2 separate regions of the Anas platyrhynchos genome follow, and region 1 is linked to region 2. A link is a contact called in public Hi-C data. All regions are on one chromosome and are shown on one strand. The core of a region is the stretch at or near the end of the contact, and the rest is flanking DNA. Distances in the headings are between cores, read along the strand shown. Region 1 overlaps LOC110351836 (a long non-coding RNA gene). Region 2 has its middle 77 kb from the start of GATA6.

Region 1 (2,920 bases), core at 64-2,563, 35 kb after region 2:
ATTAACTGAGAAAGTACCTCAGGACATGTCTGGAGCATGTGTACCAGCCCAGTCCAGAGCTAGGCACGTTTAGAAGGGCTTGTCACCTTGGACCCAGCGTGGCTTGGACTCTTCCTATAGCCAAGATGGTTCATGTCAGTCAAGAGGAGGATCTTTGCTCTGCAGGCACTCCTTCAGGGAAAAATCACCTTGCTTAAAGTAGTCTAGATGTGTGGGGGCCTTTCCACGGAGGGAATATTTTCTACCGTAACATGTTCCTAATGAGCTCCTCATCTTCCAGAGCAGCAGATTCTCTGCCAAAGCTGTGTAATCCACTTCAGACTTAGCTCTGGGGTTTTCTGAGCACAGTGCCTCCTCTGGGAGGAGAATGGCCGCAGAACCTTAATTAAGTGGCTCCTTATTTATTTATGTGTGTATTTATTCAGACTACACATCCATTCACATTGTATTCATTGAGCTTTCAGTCAAATCCTAAGTCATTGTCTGCCTGCACACAAGTATTTATCTAAAGGTACGGGTTTAAACTGATTAACTCAAATCGGTGCAAGCTCCTATGTAGGCACCAATATTGGCTTAATACCTTACACAGAAGTACTCAGAAGTTGGCTAAGGTCTTGTACAGATCCTCTTCTTTGAGAGTAAAGTGTTTGCACAGTGGCAGGACTTAGCTTTACTGGGTTGTACAACGGGTGAGTTAAACTGGTACTGTGCTGAGGCGCATGAAGTCCCTGCGTCTGGGGGAGCTTGAGAGGAAGGACCTTGCGAAGTGAGTGGGAAACTGCCTTCTTGGTAGTGGAGGCTGACTTTGTTCTTTCCAAACTTTCAGCACGATAACACAATTTCAGACCAAGGTGAGCAAAAGCGGCTGGTCCACTCCCGTGTGTCCTTGCCCTGTCAGGGAGCAAACTCATTTGCTTTGCAAAGAACCCGCAGATGCCTGGAAGTGGAAAGGGGGTAGAAACGCACCCGTTCTGCCCCGCTGCAAACGAAATACACACTCTTTTATTTATTTATTTATTTATTTTTGCCTTTGGGGTTGTTTTCCTGCTTGGGTGTATTCAGGCTGCCTCCTGAGTAATTTAATCCTCCTCACCCACGGGAGAGACGGGAGTTGCAGAAGCACCCAGCTTTATCAGCCGCGTTTCTTCCCTCCGCTTATCAACAAACGAACTCCCAGTTGGCTTTGTTTGACTTCTCCGGTTTATTGGATTTGCTGCTTCCCTTCTTCATTTTCATATTAAAGGCTGACGCGGGGCTGTGATCCTGCCACCGCTGCCTCCAGCCCGAGCGCTGATACTCGGGGCTCTAATTGCTCAGCTGCCTGATGTAATCACCAGGAGCTGCAGCGTGTGTGTGTGTCGCTACAGGCACTTCATATTTTCTCCCCAGCCAGATTAAAAAAAAAAAAAAAAAGAGTCAATTGGCTCTGGGTCTGTCAATAGTGACTAATCAGGTGCTGTACAATTAATTATGAAGGGGTGTCATTTTAAAACAATTCTGAGGTGGGAAAGAACAGGCCCGGGCCCTTTACCTGCTGGCACTGTTTGTGTTGCTAAGCCAATCCAGGCTGCGTCCTCTATTTCATTTACCTTTTAAACTATTGCCCCCGCATAAGTAAACACTTTCTATAAAGTGTATGTGCATGCATGTGTGTAAGTGGGTGGAGGGTGATCTGGGAAGCTATCCACCCTAGAAAAGATATTAATAATGGAGGAAGAAAAAAAAAAAAAAAAAGAGCATAATTTGGCAGTAATTTCTGAAGAACAGCAGAAGATAACAGGTGGATGAAACAGCAACAGCACAGATGAAGCTGAGTGCCTGTAACCTGAGTTGCTCTTAGATGGGGGGACAGGAGCTGTCCCCATAGGGATGGGCGTGCAAATGTGGGACTGGCCCCAGCTCCTCGTGCTGGGCTCTCTTGGTGGCCACAGGCCCCATGTGCTGGGGCAGCATCTCCCTTCCCACCTCAGCGGGCTCTCCCAGCTTCTCTTGGTGGTGGCCAACATCTCCTGCCTGCTTGCCAAGAGACAGGCAGGTGAGGGTGGGATGGTGCTCCTCCTCTCCATCTGGCTGGCAGTCATGAAATGTCCCTTGAAAGCCACACTGCTTCTTCAAGGAAGGTGAAACGGGTGTGGGGAAAAAAAGAAATGCATCCACAGAAACGACAAAACCTTTCGGTATTAACGCAGAGGCAAGGTGGCGATGTTAAATGCTGGTGTCGAGCCAGTTCAAGACTTGGGGTGGCAGAAGAGAGAGGCAGGAAAGGCAGAAGGGGAGGTGCCCATTTGGAGTGCCTCCGTGAAGTGCTGACCTCAACAGGCATCTTCTGGGCATGGGTTGTGTGGTCTGATACAAGGAATTGGAAGTACCCTCTCAAATTGTTTTGCTTCCTAATCTGAAAGCTACAAAATGCCATTTGCTGAAAATCTCTGCCTGGGGTGCTTGCAATTCTGATCATTCATAGGCATGAGAAAAAGGTAAATTCTTGTGTGTGTGTGTAATTGCTAACACTGGTTTTTGCTAGAACAAATGTAGAGTTATGTGGGACAGTCCGGATAGACAAGTGATTTACTAGAACATAATTTAGGAAGAAAATTCCAAGGTACACCATATTTCGCTTTGAACTTTTCAAAATTAAGCTTGTTGGCTTTAATTTTTATTTTTCCAAATTCTGCTTCTTTTTCACTCCATCAGCTAACGTACTTCAAATGAAAAGATTCATTAAAGATTGAGCAAAACATTCGATTAAAATAGGTGTATATTTTATTTTGTCAAAAGACTTCTAAAACTTTATTTAAAGTCATTTTCACAGCTTTGCATCTATCTCGGTGTCATTGCTGACAGCTTCCTCCCTCCCCCAGTCTTCAGAAAAAAATACATCACGTTGGCTTTGCTAATGGTGAAACATTTAGTACACTTA
Region 2 (2,700 bases), core at 96-2,595:
CAGAATAGGCAAAAGCGGTTCTCTTTTTTTTTTTTTTCCTCCTAATTTTTCATTCCAGGAATTTCTGAAGTTTCCAAGCCATCGGGCTCTAGTTAAATTAAAACCTGGTCTTCCTTTTGGTGAATACTTTGTGTAATTGGCAGTATTTGTGTGGGTTCCGGCCTCATCTTGGATCACTTTGTTTAAACGTTGGGAGCCTACATGTATTACAGAGAACCTGCATTAATGAAGTTGAAGAGATGTGTCTTCTAATTGCAGCCATGAGACTGGGATTTGTTAGATATGATTTTTGAGAGTTTTCTGGGAGTCTTCACCCAAGCCACTTAATTTGTGTTTCCTCTCATTCCTGTATGTAAAATGAGGAAAAAATAATACTTGATGGTACTAGAAGAGATCAGCTAGTGTATGCAAAAAAGCCTAGAAATAAATAAATGAGCTCCTGAGCAGCTAACATGCCTCCCCTGCCAGCTCCTTGCATGGTGGTATACCAGCTGTGTAGTGGTGTCAGACCTTTTTCTGGTGGAAAACTAAAACCCAGCTCTAGTGCTAGCTCACAGGCCTGCCAAAGACCAAACAGGCACAAAATGGACTATTGTCTTCCACCTCCCAAGCAGTGGGAATTATTAACTTATTAATTAACTAGTAATCACATACAAATATATATTTTATTATAGTTAACAAGTAACAGTCGTTATGTTTTAAAGCACCTGGTGGAAGAAATCCGCGTTGGATAAAGGAAGGGTGACGAAGTGCCAGCTCTGGACGTCCTTGGGTTTCGGCCTCGTGGTGCTGCGGTGTTGGGTGAGCTGCCAGAGGGTGTCACTGCACGCGTTACGGAGAGGGAAGGACGAGGTGGGGAAAGGGAATAAAAGTTCAAGTGTAAATTTCAGTTTCATTGTTAAGCTAGAGATAAATACAGAAACATCGATGAATCAAATCCTCGCTTTCCTGGAGAGTACAAGCATTTCCTGGAGATGCTTAATTATATTGAAATGCTTAATTATATTTATTTATTTATATGTTTGTTTTTTTTTTTTTTGTTTTTTTTTTTTTTCAAATAAATATCCCAGCTGTTCAGGACCAGATCCTCTGATATAAAAAGTCGCATTACTGCTGACTTCCATACCCATTCTGTCCCTGAGTTGTTTCCTAATGCTGAATGTTGTACACAGCGTGAATAACGCTGGTTTAAAAAAAAAGAGAGAGAGAAAAGAAAAGAAAACCAGAGCAGGCTTTCCTCAAACCCTTCAAAACCTCCTGTATGAAACTCTTGGTGTTTGCAGACCTCAGTGCCGAAGGTCGCTCTGGCTGAGGGCGCCCATCTTCCCCTGCCAACTCGCCGGCCCCACGGGCAGGCTGGCTGTGGAGTTGGGCCCTCGCAGGCCTCTGCCACCAGAAGATGCCCGTGTACACGCTCAGCCAGCCCAAAATACACCAACCTTGCCGGCTCTGGGCTGTTTACGTGATGTACATTACTACCTCGCGGTGCCTGCACTTTTGGAGAGGCCTCTTCCCCGCAGCCCGTTGCCAAGGCCCGCGCTGTCTCCGTGCGTGTTATCGCGAGGATGACAGTTTAAACAGGGCTTATCGCTGTGTATTCAATCAAGGTTTATGAGGGCTGATAAAGATGTCACCTAGTTGCTTTGTGTGTTCATTAAAACACTATTCCTCGGTAGGACTTTGCTGTATTATGTTGTTTTGTGTTTTTTTTTTTTTTTTTTTTCCTTTTCTTCACCGATTTTAGCTACCTTCTGAGGAGAGGTGTATGTGTACGAAGGGGAGGTGCCGGGCTTGCTTTAGCACCAATATTTCTGCAGGGAAGAATTAAGAAAAAAAAAGTAATTTGGTTGACCCAACCCTATCTGCATTTAATATCTCGTGTTATCAGAATTGCTTATTTAATAATTCAGTACACTTTTCCTAGGTTTAGCTTGCCCGTGGCAGTAAAGTGATATGTGTGTGCTTTATCTCCTGTGCTGTGCTGTGGCTGCAGCTCGGGGGGGGGGGTGCTGCTTGTCCCCAGGGATGCTCGGACGTTCCTCACCGCTCACTGCACGCAGATCCACTCCTCTCTTCTCCTGATGCATGGGAACGGTGTACTTGCGACACAGAAACGTAAACCTGCTTGGTGAATTGCTTCAGTTGCAAGTCAAAGCCTGAGGAATGATTGCTAGAAACAAATAGATACTTATATAAAATGTATTGATAATTTTCACGTTATCCGGATATGATGAACAGTAATAGAAAATGGACAAAATATATTTTATTTTCTTGTGTTCTAAGCTTTGTTTCTTTTCCCTTCTTTCCTTATTTTTTTTTCCTTGATCCATATCCTTTTCCCAGCTATAGTTTAGAAGCACACTGGCCTAATTGTATCTGGTAACACTTCCAGAGTTCTGCCGATCTTCAGAAAATCTCATTTTTACAGTAAGCAGAAGTTGTTCTGTTGCATTTTTTGTTGTTTGAGTAAAATTTGTTGTAAAACAAAGCAGATACACAAAACCATAATGAAAAATGATTAGTTGCAGCTGTTTGCTGTGTTATATAAGAAGGGAATGTCTAAGGGATCTATTGGCTAAAAAAAAAAAAAAAAAAAGTTGAAAATATCTAACAGACTCAGGACCCTAGCTCAGTCAGAAATCAGTTGAAATTAAGCCTGCGTGTTTAAGCTTTTTTTTTTTTTTTTTTTTTTTTTAAATG

The links. A called contact is a pair of places that touch in the nucleus more often than the background predicts.
Region 1: a Hi-C map of liver shows a contact between it and region 2, with 4 times the contacts expected there. The contact joins two enhancer-like sites. A contact is called at or near these places in 2 of 8 Hi-C or Micro-C datasets (liver and skeletal muscle).

Annotation. Positions count from the first base shown.
Region 1 is chr2:54,570,103-54,573,022 of IASCAAS_PekinDuck_T2T, forward strand. LOC110351836 (a long non-coding RNA gene) reads left to right here. Exons shown (of 3, transcript XR_002399816.4): 3 at 1-384. Among named protein-coding and RNA genes, the nearest start is that of GATA6, 41 kb to the right of the region's middle. Within about 2 kb of position 1,314, at least 2 of the 8 cell types and tissues checked have an H3K27ac peak or open chromatin away from gene starts, as enhancers often do.
Region 2 is chr2:54,534,671-54,537,370 of IASCAAS_PekinDuck_T2T, forward strand. No RefSeq gene overlaps it. Among named protein-coding and RNA genes, the nearest start is that of GATA6, 77 kb to the right of the region's middle. Within about 2 kb of position 1,346, at least 4 of the 8 cell types and tissues checked have an H3K27ac peak or open chromatin away from gene starts, as enhancers often do.